Regions from separate parts of the Mus musculus genome. Here all the other regions are linked to region 1. The links are chromatin contacts, called in public Hi-C and promoter capture Hi-C maps. All regions are on one chromosome and are shown on one strand. The core of a region is the stretch at or near the end of the contact, and the rest is flanking DNA. Distances in the headings are between cores, read along the strand shown. Region 1 holds the start of Ttc32 (tetratricopeptide repeat domain 32). Region 2 has its middle 130 kb from the start of Gm38407. Region 3 overlaps Gm38407 (predicted gene, 38407). Region 4 has its middle 6.4 kb from the start of Gm38407. Region 5 has its middle 140 kb from the start of Nt5c1b.

What was found. Promoter capture Hi-C pulls out the DNA fragments that hold promoters and counts their contacts. A called contact is a pair of places that touch in the nucleus more often than the background predicts.
Region 2: a promoter capture Hi-C map of second pharyngeal arch cranial neural crest shows a contact between it and region 1, with 18 times the contacts expected there. The contact joins the enhancer-like site here to the promoter of Ttc32 in region 1. A contact is called at or near these places in 13 of 39 promoter capture datasets (the 3T3-L1 cell line, 3T3-L1-derived adipocytes, cranial neural crest and 8 more), 14 of 484 Hi-C or Micro-C datasets (3T3-L1-derived adipocytes, the C2C12 cell line, the C3H10T1/2 cell line and 11 more), 12 of 115 datasets of contacts at active chromatin or transcription factors (the NIH/3T3 cell line, acute myeloid leukemia, astrocytes and 9 more) and 1 of 9 other capture datasets (liver).
Region 3: a Hi-C map of muscle stem cells shows a contact between it and region 1, with 2.6 times the contacts expected there. The contact joins the enhancer-like site here to the promoter of Ttc32 in region 1. A contact is called at or near these places in 4 of 39 promoter capture datasets (the 3T3-L1 cell line, cranial neural crest, frontonasal cranial neural crest and 1 more), 1 of 484 Hi-C or Micro-C datasets (muscle stem cells) and 4 of 115 datasets of contacts at active chromatin or transcription factors (the NIH/3T3 cell line, acute myeloid leukemia, large pre-B cells and 1 more).
Region 4: a promoter capture Hi-C map of second pharyngeal arch cranial neural crest shows a contact between it and region 1. The contact joins the enhancer-like site here to the promoter of Ttc32 in region 1. A contact is called at or near these places in 13 of 39 promoter capture datasets (the 3T3-L1 cell line, the C10 cell line, the SN4741 cell line and 8 more), 30 of 484 Hi-C or Micro-C datasets (the 3T3-L1 cell line, the 63-12 cell line, CD4 T cells and 20 more), 10 of 115 datasets of contacts at active chromatin or transcription factors (the NIH/3T3 cell line, acute myeloid leukemia, astrocytes and 7 more) and 2 of 9 other capture datasets (embryonic stem cells and liver).
Region 5: a contact with region 1 is called in a promoter capture Hi-C map of the 3T3-L1 cell line, with 13 times the contacts expected there. The contact joins the enhancer-like site here to the promoter of Ttc32 in region 1. A contact is called at or near these places in 6 of 39 promoter capture datasets (the 3T3-L1 cell line, the C10 cell line, cranial neural crest and 2 more), 1 of 15 datasets of contacts at CTCF or cohesin (pro-B cells), 8 of 484 Hi-C or Micro-C datasets (the C2C12 cell line, brain, embryonic fibroblasts and 3 more) and 5 of 115 datasets of contacts at active chromatin or transcription factors (the NIH/3T3 cell line, astrocytes, fibro-adipogenic progenitors and 1 more).

Annotation. Positions count from the first base shown.
Region 1 is chr12:9,028,717-9,031,336 of GRCm38.p6, forward strand. Ttc32 (tetratricopeptide repeat domain 32) reads left to right here and starts at 1,281. Exons shown (of 3, transcript NM_029321.2): 1 at 1,281-1,480. The coding sequence starts at 1,341. Wdr35 (WD repeat domain 35) reads left to right here. Exons shown (of 27, transcript NM_001159527.1): 27 at 1-131.
Region 2 is chr12:10,572,315-10,574,934 of GRCm38.p6, forward strand. No RefSeq gene overlaps it. Among named protein-coding and RNA genes, the nearest start is that of Gm38407, 130 kb to the left of the region's middle. Within about 2 kb of position 1,282, at least 18 of the 459 cell types and tissues checked have an H3K27ac peak or open chromatin away from gene starts, as enhancers often do. A contact at or near this core is called in embryonic limb bud, second pharyngeal arch cranial neural crest and tail fibroblasts, where this site is marked.
Region 3 is chr12:10,513,164-10,515,783 of GRCm38.p6, forward strand. Gm38407 (predicted gene, 38407) reads left to right here. Exons shown (of 12, transcript NR_110487.1): 11 at 1,449-1,616. Among named protein-coding and RNA genes, the nearest start is that of Gm38407, 68 kb to the left of the region's middle. Within about 2 kb of position 1,293, at least 49 of the 459 cell types and tissues checked have an H3K27ac peak or open chromatin away from gene starts, as enhancers often do. A contact at or near this core is called in muscle stem cells, where this site is marked.
Region 4 is chr12:10,438,669-10,441,288 of GRCm38.p6, forward strand. No RefSeq gene overlaps it. Among named protein-coding and RNA genes, the nearest start is that of Gm38407, 6.4 kb to the right of the region's middle. Within about 2 kb of position 1,298, at least 22 of the 459 cell types and tissues checked have an H3K27ac peak or open chromatin away from gene starts, as enhancers often do. A contact at or near this core is called in second pharyngeal arch cranial neural crest, where this site is marked.
Region 5 is chr12:10,230,007-10,232,626 of GRCm38.p6, forward strand. No RefSeq gene overlaps it. Among named protein-coding and RNA genes, the nearest start is that of Nt5c1b, 140 kb to the right of the region's middle. Within about 2 kb of position 1,320, at least 27 of the 459 cell types and tissues checked have an H3K27ac peak or open chromatin away from gene starts, as enhancers often do. A contact at or near this core is called in the C2C12 cell line and muscle stem cells, where this site is marked.

The sequences.
Region 1 (2,620 bases), core at 31-2,530:
ATTTCTGTATGTTCATAAATGAGGAAATGGCATTTTAAGACTTTTTATTATTTGAAGTTTTAAAGACTACAAGCCTCATTCAAGAGGAAGCATTTGGTCTCTTTTCTTTGTAATAAACATGAATTAACTGATTTTGAGTAATGCTGTAGTTATCATCAAGCTTATCCCGAGCTATGCCATGGTTCAGAGTACTCTAGTGGCCTAAATGTGACCCCAGCAGCCACAGCATGCACTAATGTGGCCGGTCCCAGCATTCTGGTAAGCAGTGTACCTGCACAGGCACTGCCGACCTCTCTCATCTGCCATACACAGCTCATTATATTTTGCTGAAATGTACTTTAAGATCACTTTTCTGACCGGGCAGTGGTGGCACATGCTTTTAATCCCAGCACTTGGGAGGCAGAGGCAGGGAGATTTCTGAGTTCGAGGCCAGCCTAGTCTACAGAGTGGGTTCCAGGACAGCCAGGGCTACACAGAGAAACCGTGTCTCGAAAAAACAAAACAAATCACTTTTCTTTATTCTCAGAGCTCAGATCAAAAGTTTTTCTGAGACATTATTTGAAATAAACATGAAAACAAATTCTGAAGGGAAAAAAGGACGTTTATCCCATGTTTCCTTCCACTATAATGTAGGGAAATGTGGCATTTGCATTGTCTTCACATCCACAGACACATCCTCGGACACACACAGAGACATACACAGAATATATATCACATGGGAGAAAAAGCTAAGTCTTTTTAGGAAAATATACAGTGACTGAAGTGGCAGAGAATTGTTACCATAGAGACTACAGAAAGTTCACACTCAGAAACATGGACAAATTTGTTTCAAAGTAACAGAATATTAACTCTGTTGCCATAGCTCTAGACGCTTATTTTGGGTATCTAAAATGAAAACAGCAATATTATGTTGCCCTCTACTGTCTGCTTCTATAATTATTTTCTAAAAAAAAATTTTTTAAAGACTTCTTTATTTACTATGTATACAGCATTCTGCCTGGATATATGCGCACCACCACCGCCCGGCCATGGGCACTGTCTGTCTGTCTATCTATCATCCATCTAATCTAATCTAATCTAATCTAATCTAATCTAATCTAATCTAATCTAATCTAATCTAATCTAATCTAATCTAATCTAATCTAATCTAATCTAATCTAATTATGTATACACATGTCACAAAGATTTAAATTCTCTTAATTTCCCGCGAACGGCGTCAGGCGCTACCAGTTGTCTCGCGATACTACGGGTCTTCAAACAGGACAAACGTCCTTTTCCTTTAGCCAACGAAGTCCCGTGAGCGGTAGCTGTGGTTCCGCTTCCACCCGGGTGAGGCGGTCATGGCCTTGCGGCCAGGCCGAGAGGGCGGAGAGAGCTCGGCCGCCCTGGCCACGGCGCAGGCTCGCTTCTCCAGGGGCGAGTTTGCCGAGGCCCGGGAGCTGTACTCCGCCTTCATTGGCCAGTGCGCGCGTCACGGGAGGTAACTATCGCGAGAGCGGGCTGGGCGCGTGGGTGGTCCCCGAGCCACGCGCGGACCGCGGAGTCCTGGGCTGCCGCTTGGTTTCCCCAGAAAAGATCCCCTCCGAGCCCTGTCCTTCGGGGAGGGGACGCCTTGGTCTCCGCAGAGGCCCAGGCGGCAGGAAGCCGCTGTTCTGGGCAGGGAAGGTGGTCGTCCTCGGAACCACAGCGACGCCTTTGTGTTCCGGACGCGAAGGTTCCGGTTCAGCACCCGCTTAAGCTAAGCACAGTCGCTGCACCCAGCTGTCCCGTTAGTGTTTACCACGACGTCACAGCACACTCCTGAAGTTAAGGGTTGTTAATGTGACACCGCTAGAACATCACAAGAGTCCTTTCTGTAGAATATCAAGCCAGCGATGAAACGTTTATTGCCCAGTACAGTTCTTTGTTACTTTGATATTTGAGTTCGAGCAGCTTATCAAGATGTGCACTCTGACCCCTCTATTCCCACTACGCTTTGAGTCTTTAGAAAACGGGGTTGTATGTCGAGCCAAAATCTGATAATTATAAAAATTTTGACATTTAGGGGTCTTGGTTGCATTCTGTTTTCTGCCAGTTAAGGAATTAAAAGGCAGTAAAACTCTCAAGCCAGGCAGGTAGCAGCGGAGGAGGAGGAGGTGGTGGAGGAGGAGGAGGGTGCCACGACTAAGTACAGCTTATGAGAGAATCCGCTAATGAGGAAAGGTTTCCTAGGGGTGAGAAAACTTGAGTGGGCAAACAGATAAAACCCTCGGCAAAGCGGAAGAGGATTTCAGGAACCCGCAGATCCACTCCTTTGAGGGTTTAAGGAACTGAGGGTTGGTCAGTTTGAGCACAGAGCCCTAAGCATGTCCGATCCAGCTTTGAACTTGTGTAGTAGTAGCATAGCAGAGCCATCAGCGGGGGTGGGGTGGGGTGGGGGGCTCTATTGGTGAAAAAAAAGTAGAAAAGCCTTTTTAGGCTGCCGGGTTTTTGTTTCCGGTCAGCCGGGTCAGGAAGAAGCAGGTCAGGTTGGCAGTTCACTATATTTATTATCTAGTCTCAGCTCCTCTCTTGATACATCTGCTTATCAGGGAGTCTTACTCTTAGCCCCTCCGTATTGTTTGTCCCAATGTCTCTGTAT
Region 2 (2,620 bases), core at 32-2,531, 1.5 Mb after region 1:
AGATGGAAAACATGTTTTACTGCATACCAGAGTAACAGACGTCAACTCACTTTTCAAATTGGGAACAGCTTTTCATTTTGTTCTGTTCAACAATTCCTGGGTCCTAAATCAACCCTTCCCACTCTCCATCCTACCGCCCACCATCCTGAATTTGCCTCTGCTCCAACAAAACAATGTCACACGTTGCTTCTTCAAAAGGCAGAGGAAGTGGGCAGCAGGAGACAGAAGGAGGGTTTTTTAGAGATAGAAGCCTATCGTGGTCTCTCCTTTCAGTCAGTTACAGTGAAAGAGAGGAACGGGAAGGTGAAATATTTACTGCTTCAATATTGCCGATTGAACGCAATCCACAGGAAACGCAGATGTCCAGAGAAGTAGATCAGAGAGGGGAAACTGTGTGGCTGCCTAGCCAAATTTTCTAGGCGCCCCTAAAAGGAAAGAAAGTGGGAAAATGACCATCTGCAGTGCTGTTAAATCCCAGCATGGAAACAGCATCCGTCATGAGCTTCTTCCAAGTGCTACTTTTTATTTTCTGATGACTAGTTCAAGTTCATTCCTTGTAAAGTTTAAATGTGTTTGAAGGCTTAATTAAGATTTCAGGGGTATAGTAATTCTGATATAAAAGTTTGTGTGGAGTATTAAGCAAATTGGTGGCCTTTTACTTCTTGGAGGGAAAAATATCAAATATAATTTGATTTCATAATTGAACACAAATGTTGAAACAAATGTAATTAATACAAGTTAGGCATGAAATCAATGGTGTCTAAGATGGGTATAACAGAAACACTCCTGCCCTGAGAGGTATCTACTTGTGAGAGAGATGGTCTGGGTTTAATTTTACAGGACAGCTAGATTTTTGCCCTGAATATAATTATTGAGATTATGGGGCCTGAATTCTAATCCTGCCTCCCAATCTGAGTGAGTCTGTAACTTTCCTAGTTTCAGGAAAAACTTTCCCAGGTAGAAAACGAGGTGATATATAACGCATCCTCTCCTCGACAAAGCTATTACAACAGAAGTGAGGAAAATCTGTGAGAAGAACATTAACCTCTTCAGAGGGAAAAAAAAAAAGTGCACGAGAACGAAATATTTTTTGAACAATGTATAATTTTTTCCTTCCTCTCTCTCTCAGATAGCCAAGTTTAAAGTCAGCGGTGCCCATTTAAAAAGAAAAATCGCAGAAACATGGGGAGAAATTTGGAATCAATTTATTTAAAGCCATGTTCTTCACAGCTGTTGTTCATTAGGGAACTTTTATTGACGTGTCCAGAAATCGTTCCTAGTAGTTTAGACACGCGGGGGCTTTGAGCCCTATGAAGTACAGCAAATTGCAGATGAATTGCTCCAGAAGTGTAGGCACTTTTTTTGGGAAAAAAATGCTTTGTAAAATAGAATATTCTCAAGGGATTGACTAGTGGGGGCAGGGAAGCATGCATTGACACGTTGACTACCCTTGACCTTCTGGAATCTACATCAAAACTTCTGCAACAGTAGCTGGGAAGGACAGGAACTCAGTGTGCAAAAAAGAAAACCCTTTGAATACAAAGGATCTCAAACCAAATGAAGTAAGAATAATCAGTCTATAACAAGATACTACTTGCTTTTAGGAACCTGTTTACTTCATGTAGCGCACCCTGTTGGAGCACTACAAACCTTCTAGTTTTTAGCAAGAATAAGGGTTTTCTGGGTCGGTTTAGTTAAACAACAACAACTAAAGAAGAAGAGAAGGAGGAAGAGCAAGAGGAGGAGGAAGAAGAATAAAGACAAATCGAGAGAGCAAGATTTGAAAGCTAGAATTTTTTGCTCACATTTTTCTTTATTTTTACATTTCCTAAGTATATATCGAGCTACTGTTTGCTGGGCACCATGTTAAGTTGTTAGTAAGCTATATAGCACTAGTAAATTATCAGAGTGGGGCAGATGACAGTACAGTATAGGAAAGTTTAGACAAGTGTAGGAACATGTCTCATGAGACCACAGTGATAGAAGATAGTAGAAAGAGTGTGAGATAGATTATTATCAAAGGAAGACTTCCCAGGGAACTGGAGTACTAAAATGGAATCTTAAGGGGGGAAAAAAAGGAAAGTGGCCATATAGATATTAGAATGAATGCATCCTCCAGGTGGGGAAGGAATGTAGGGAAATAGACCAACACTAGACGAAATTAGTGTGGGAGGGTCCAGAGGGTGGTGGTGGATCAAAGTAGTTCTTCCTGGAGCATGGCTTGTCTGGGAGGATCGGAGGTTGGAGTGGTGTGTGAGAGAGGAAGTAGCATGAAGGAAATATAAGAGACCAAGAGGATACTTTCATTCCAATATCTGTATGCCCTCTTTCTACTGACTGACAATTCTTCTGGCCATGCTGTCAGACTCCTACAAGTTGACATATGCCACTCTTCCAGTACTACAAAAATGCCCTATTCATTTACTTGGGTTCTCTACAAAGGATAGCTGTGTGTCAGCTTTACCACCTTTTAGAGTCTAGATTCTTGATCCATCTATTTATCAGAAGTGTTCTCTCATTCACTATCGCTATTTCCTCACCTACATCTCCATAGCTAATGATTTACCCCTGATTTATTGACAGATTTTAAGCCACTATACATCAGCATATCTTCCCACAT
Region 3 (2,620 bases), core at 43-2,542, 1.5 Mb after region 1:
TTATAAATATGAGAACAAACAACAAGTGTTGTCTTTTTAATTATTTTTTTAGAACAATGAAAAGCTGAGGTGAAATTATCTCGTCTCTCTTCATTTCTTTTTGGCCACAAAGATCAAAGGACAGAAATTGCATTTGTCTGGGTCCTGGCCACGGCTAGGGGATCCTCTCATTTGTGTTGAATATGCCATATGAAAATTAAATTGCACCTTTTTAATTCAAGTCTCATATTAATGACTAGTTTGCTATTATGGCTTAGTTCAAAACTGTTTTCATAAACGGGATAACCAGGCCTCGGGATTTTACAAAATATGATTATTTATCCTGCTCAGACTAAACAGTCAAAGTTCCTAATGAGTTAAAACTCTTCTTGTACAATCTCTGCATTTTTTTACAAGTTTCTTGAGGCTCCACCAATAACAGGGATTGTCATCATGAAGGATGGCCCATCCTTCCCTGCCATTTTCAGTTTAACAAATCCAATCTGTCGGGCTAATTTTAAATCAGGAGATGCTACAAGATGAGTCATGGCTTTGTAATTGGGAAATATAACCAGGATTTGCCAAAGCCAAGGAAACCGGGCTGACAGAAACATAATTCTTTGGCGGCAACAAAGCAAATACCAGTCTGGTCAGAGTAGACAACAAAGAATACAGTATCCCTACTCCCTAGCAACACAAACAACATGGAGGGTGTTGGGGGGGGGGGTCGCAGATCACAGGATCTCAGAACAGGAGCTGGACCTGATCTCAGAATGGGTGTCGTGGCATTTGCAACGAAGGGAAGGCTTTAAAACTATAGGAGCCTGATACAGCTCCATTGGCCCATTTGTTTGTACAACCACTTAGCACAATTTTATTACAAAGAATGTTTTTAGCATGAACATCAACTGTTGGGAAAACATGGTGTAAAGCAGTAAAGATTTATTTCTCTGACCACTGGATTAATTTGCAACCAAAATAAAGAACTTCAGGCAACGGACTTCCCAATTATTTACTCAAAACCGTAAGTTTCTCCAAATCCACTTTCAAAATGTACACAGCTTAGAAATTCTGAAAGTGAATCCACGATTCTATTGAAGGAAAACTGGGGTGGGGGTAGGGGTGGGGAACGTAATCGGCTCTATTCATTTTAAATGTTTTAGCAAAGGCTGGGACTTGCCTGACCCAGTTACCATGTAGCTGGCAGTAGTCCCAACGAAATTGTGGTGCCTTTACCCACAGAGCCTGGGTTTCACGGCCACAGTTTATGAGTAAGCTGGAGAGTGGAGTTCGCTCTATCTACGTCAGTGGATTACTAGAGACATGGGGCAGCTGCAAGCCTGTTCCCCGTGGGTTTGTACCACATAGTGGCCCATCCCTTCTTAGTCTGGGACCTCATCCTACAAAAACAGATTGCTTAGTGCAGTCACATGCTTGTCCGATGAAATCATTCCTGCTTTCTTCTGCAGGTTCTCAATAGCCCTTCACAGATCAGACTCACGGAACACCTGCCAGGGCTCTGTCTCTACTCTAGCTAATGCAGGAGGGCGTCAGCTTACTGCTCTGTGTAGCAACTGGAGAGAAAAATTGCGATTAGATGTACATGCAACCAGCAGTGACCACTAATCTAAAACAAGGTAACTCTGAGTGAGCTGCTAGTATAAGGCATGTTTCTGTGTCAACAGCCTGCTGTTGTATGTGTGGTTTCATATGCATGCAGCTTTTGCACATGGGAGTTCATTCCCCATTCTCCTGGGTATTAAAACCTCACCTGTCATTTATTGTCTCAAGTCAATGTCATGGCCTTCATGACAGTTTCCTTTAGCTATCTAGAGGGAGTTATCTGGTCTTCCGTCTGAATTTTCTGTCTTGACTCACACGTATCTCTGCTTATCTTCACTAGAATGCAAGCTACTTTGGAGGCTAGGAACCTAGGACCATATCATTTTCTGATATGTTATTACTCAGAGAACTTTTAATGACTAGTCATTGATTTTAGTAAGATATGGAGGAAATAGTATTTTCATTAGGAAGATACTTGGAGACAGAAAGGGTTCAGTCTTTTGGATGACTTAGAATTTCAAGTCTGGAGAGCTAAGATGAAAGTCATTATAGTAGCAAGGGAGTTTCGAGGTAGAGTGGGGAACCTGTTCATTGAGATGGAATATGAATGGAAAGCCTGTGTATGAGCAAGAAGAGGAGAGTCTGGGATCTGAGTCTGGTGGGGACTTCAGAGAAATCCAAAGCAACAGAGACAAAGCAACCACCAAGTCTTTGACCTTTGAAAAATCAGAGGACTTGAGAGACTTAGTGTTCTGCAAGACCCAGTGTTCACTATCTGATTTATCAGTCTTCTTGACTCTGCAGCAAAACAGAATCCCTTTTCTCAACAGATTGTCAAGTTTTTGTTCACTGATAACCCATGTGAAAGTATTCTCTTGAAGTAACCAAGCTTATGAGTTTCTGACATGGAATCCTGGAATACAACATGTGGTCATCTCAGGGGCTATTGCCCTATCCTTTTCTCCAGGAGCTGTCCCCTCTCCTGCTGACACCCAAAGTGAGATTTATAGGTCATTACTCTGCTCTAACAGGTCACTGCCATCTGGTCCACTACCACACAATATCTTCCCATAGGCTC
Region 4 (2,620 bases), core at 48-2,547, 1.4 Mb after region 1:
AGGCTTTCAGAGCCAAGACCTCTGTTTTGTCCAACCTTTCCATCTGGAAGCAATGAGCTTAATATTCTGGCTCTCCCCCCATAAAAGCTATGTCACAAAAAAGTAGCAGCCTGTGAACTGCTCCCCTCCCCCAAGACACACTGGGACTCCTCATTCCCTCTGTGCTCTATTCGGTTACACTGGAAGACCATCCCACCTTTCCCCTCCCCATAAACCAGAATCCGCCTGTAACAGCATAGTACCAGGAGAGAAGGAATGAATTGACAATCATTTACACTTTAATCCCACTTTTGACATTTTGAGAGATGCAGCTTAAAATATACTTGAGGCTTAGGGACTCCCTCTGTCCAGCTGTGTTCACTAGAGAAGAGACATCCCCGTTCATGAATTCTACTGCTTCTGGTGTCCAACTGGAAACCCAGATTTAGAGCCTATTTTAGGTTGTGTCTCACACTGACTCGAGCTTTTCCTTCCATGTTGAAAAAGGTCACCACCACCACCACTAAGTTCCGTGGCTGGCAGTTCAGTGATAACGACCTCCCCGTTCTATGTGTTTGGTTCATGTATTCATTCACTTTTATTTGTGTTAGGTTTTTGATCTAATGCCTAGCCGCTTCTTTTGTGTGTCCTCTGTTACACTGCAAAATCACATGGGTCTCTGGTTCCTAGTGCTCATGTTGTGAGGACAACCTAGGCTCTTGGGCAGTTAAGTGGGTGGTCCCCATAAGCTGCTGCTGCATTTGATTTCTTGGGTGATCATTAAGCCCAGCTAGGTGCTGGTCATTCTAAACCTATTCACTGACAATGGTGGAAAGCAAAGCCTGGGAATGTGCATGCGCCGTCAAGTCCCCAAGAAAAAAACCCATTTACTATGCATGTTAGAAGTCAGGACGCTAGAAGAGCTAGATCAGTGGCAGCAAATGATGAAATGGGGAAACCACGGGCCTTGCCTGGAAATGATATAACGCTGCTGTTCACCCTCCAGTGACTCCGAGCCCTGGAGTTCTGGAAGATTAGCGGAGCTGGAAATCACCCTCCTGCTGCGCTCCCTGGGCTTTGGCTACTTTTCTGTTCTCCTTCAGCTGGAAGCTGCGAGGGGCAGAGGTCAGCTTTCCTGTGTTGAATCTTTAGGGACAGGCCTTTGGATCCTGGGAGAGAATTGAAAGATCAACCCATCCCAATCCCTTGTTTTATACGAAGGACACCTCACTTGAAGGGAGGGGGGCGGAGTACATTGCCCAAGGTCATTCAAGCCCTCAATTTATTTAGGCTAATTCGGGAGACATCCATTTGGGAACAAGCCAAGCCCACATTTGTTAAGGACCTTAGTCTGCAGTGTCCTAAAGCCCCTTGTATCCATTCACATACACAAAAGAGTGTTTAAAAGTGCTCATCTGAGAGCCATTACATAGGCAGGGCTTCCAGTGGCCTGACTCCACAGGCAGTATGCACAAAACCTGTTTCCTCAAATGCTGCCTGCTGCACTGGAGTTAACCTCTTTTTTGGCAAATTAGTTCATGACCTGGGAACAGTTGAACGAAACTGTAGGCACATCAAGAGGACGTTATTTGTGTTCTGCCTTTTTTTAGACCAAGTCTCTGATGTGTTTATTTGCAAGCTTGGCTCGTGGTTCCTATCCCACTACTTACAGTTAATCCCATGTTTTCTTTGAGCTACCTTTAAATCCGTGTCAGATGAAAAATACTGCCTGATTCTGAAGAGTGTGGTATTATGAAGGAATCCCACGGTTTATGATCTCAGATTTATTGTCACATGTATTTAGTTCTTGTTTTTCTTTTTCTTTTCTCTCCTTCCTTTTTTTCCCCCTCCCACCCCTCTTCAGGCTTAAGTCAGCTGAAAAGGTTTTACTGTGAATTATGAAGATGCAAGGATGGAAGACGCTGTATAGTGTTTCCTGGAGAACTTTTTGTTCTCTAAAAAGGACGCTGGTGCAGAGAGAGCTCCCCTGAGCTGCAGCCTTTGTAGACTGTTTCAAGGGACAGGAACCAAGTCTCCTTCATCTTGTTGTATTATTCCTGACACTGTGTTTGCCATGCAGGGCTATTCAGCGAGTATGTGTAGGATTATGGTTGCCAAAATAAGCCTACAGTCAATGCCCCATGTAGCTTGTCATTGCTACTACTAAAATGATTTTTAAAATTTTCCCTCATTTTCTTAGTGTTTATGAGGCAAAACCAATTTAGTTTCAGGGGGAAAAACCGAGTAATTTTATTTTAAAAGCAATTTAATACTGAATTAAATATTTAGGAGACGACTCAAATTAGATAAATACACACAGGATCTGATGTTCCTCTTTACCACTTATTAAGCAAATGAATGAAAACTGAAGGTTGCATTTTCCAGTGGTGTTTTAAACAAAGATAAACTTCATATTAGAATCATTGTTTTGTAACCATTTTAGAGGCTTCGATGAGTTGACCTTTCAACTCTGAAAGGTTTTTAGCAGGATTTGACACCTGGGCACTTCTAGAGGGTTAGGGACAGCAGAGAGAGCCGAAGTCACAGAGGCATCTTGAGCCTTAGCTTTCTGGTTTCATCATCTTTAAACAGTTGTGGGTATGCCTTGTGCCAAGGATGGAAGGCAAATGGAGAGAGAATG
Region 5 (2,620 bases), core at 70-2,569, 1.2 Mb after region 1:
CCCTAGTCCTAACCTGCTAACTATCCTACAACATAAAACCCTAAAAATAACAGTGAACAGTAATTTTAAATCACATGTATCTTAGCTTTCATTCTTCCATTGTGTAAAATAATAGAAGGCTATTTAAAAAGACCATTCTTCAAAAATCATACGTCTTCTTCACTCTCATGGCTTTCCAAGAAAATGTGATCTCTTCAAACTTCTTTTGTGCCTGTTTAATCAAAAGGCCACCTGTAACACACATGGACTGACTGAAAACCAAGTTGTTTCAAACAATTGTTGAAAACAATAAGCAGCACATTATTTCAGAATGTAAATAAATATTATGTTCTGTGTTATGGGTTTTGGATCTTTGTATCCATGTAAGCAAAAATGGGGTCAAATGGAAAAAATGCAATATTTGAAATCAGAAACTAGGGACTTAAAAATCCAAATCTTATATTTGTGGTTATTGAGTATTCTCATTCATGTATCACAAGAACCAGGTATCATAATTATTGTCTGTAACCACAGGGCTAGAGAATTGGAGACAGGAGGATAATCAGTTCAGACTGGTTATCCTTGGCTATATAGCAAGACCAATTTAGGAACCCTGCCTAAAATTAACAAAGTTAAAGAGTAAAGTCGGTAGGAGCACTTTAGCACATCCATGTACCAGCGCACACAGTCTTCTGCTAATTACTCTGCAGTTACTTCTCTTGTGGACTCTTCTCACCAGTCATGGGATCTGCGTCTGTGCTTTTCATCCCCGTGTAATCTGCAGCCCGCATCACATCCAGCTCCTTCTCTCCTGCCTCTGTAGATTTTCATCAGCCAAGACAAGAAGCCAGGTGGGACAGACTTTGTGAGGGACAGAACATGGGGGCCTGATGGAGGTGAGGAGAGATGGGAGGAAATGTCAGAGTGTTGGGAGAAAGTATGTTGATGACGCAGTAGGTGGGAAAGCTGGTCTGGTTAATGTCCGAGGTGTCCCAACACTCCAGACACTGCTATACTTACTCCTGTGCCACTGGAGTGAAACTTTTCTTAGGATCACTAGTCACTCAGCAAATCTTTTTTTTTTTTCCTTGAAGTTTTGCAAAGCGCATTTCCTGGCTCCAGGATTTTGCCACTGATGCCTATACAGACCGTTACTTTTATATTCTTTTGAAGCTATGTGTTTGTTTCAGGCAAGGCTTACATAGAAAAACTTAGGATTAGAAAAAAACAAAACGAAAAAGTAGTTCTAAATCATGGCTCTGAAGAGCAACAACTAGACTACGAGACATGCTTTAGCAAGGACTCCCTCAGAGGCACTGATGATGTCAGAGATACAAATAGCACGGCCCATCACTCAGCTGCATGCCTCCTAACCACAGAAGCACAGACATACACTAATGGACACATGGCTGCCTGTTTTTAGTGGATCTGCTACCAATTCTGTATCAGCATCTTTGTGTTTTTTGGCAAACTCAGGAAAGAGATTGCTAATCTTAGCACCCTAATTGGGGAGACTATCTGCCTTCTTTCGAGATTTACAGTTCCCAAGGTCTAAGGGGCACCCAGCTTATGTCCTGGCAACTCATTGCACGGCTTTGTTACTATTTGGAAACCACTTATTAGAATCTGCTTTAAACGTTATGGGAGAGTCGCTGCTGGTGTAAAATCATCCTCTAAGTTTTACTGAAGACATTGACCTTTTCTGTTCCCTTTCTTATGTGCATAGAAATCCAGTATGCCTCAGCCTGACATGGTCCATCAGTCACGAAAATGTGACACCCAGAACAGCAGCTGGGGGTGGGGAGGGTATAGAAGTACAAGAGCAGCTTCCTTACCCTGCCTGTGCTTTGAGCTGCACACCAATCTGCAGCTCCATTTTCCTTTCTTGGCCTTGGGCCCCTTCTTTCCGGCACTCTGTTTCAAAAAACATCACAAGCTTTGCAGGTGGTTTGTGTTGCACCACAGCTCGTATTCCTGACAGATCCTACGTCTGCACATTAATACTCCTCAATACTTCCAGCCTGAAGCTTTCCCAGACACACTGGCCTAAGAGCCTCAGAAGCAACACATTATATGGCTTGCTACACAGGAATTCCTTCTGGGTCTGAAGGTTGGAAGGTCATAGTGCTTTAAACAAAATAGGCTTCATGGCCACTTGCCTATGAACTTTAAGGTATTTGACTACATGAATAAGAAACCAGTCTTCTACAAAGATGCTGGGCAGCGCTGAGTTACCACAAGCATGAATGATTATCAATGCTACAATTACAATCATACAGTGCTTAGAAAATCAATCAGTAAACATTTGTTAGGTCCTTCTCCTCTATGTGACATTATCTAGTTTAAATAATATATTTCTTTTCAAAGGATATCACATAAGGCCAGTGATTATTTATACAATTTATAATTAAAAGAATACCTAAAACAATGTAATCTGGCAAAGGCTATATATACACTTAGTTTAAGGACAGGCAGGGCAGGACACTAAACCAAGATAAAGGGTTCCTGAGTTCAGGCTAGCTAACCCAACTTATTCATTCAGAGACTGAAAAACAATGAAGAGAATGGTGTTAACTGGCAAAGAGATGAAAGGAAAAAAAAAAAGCTCAGCAATTGACTTCTACATTGTTACAATCTGTCA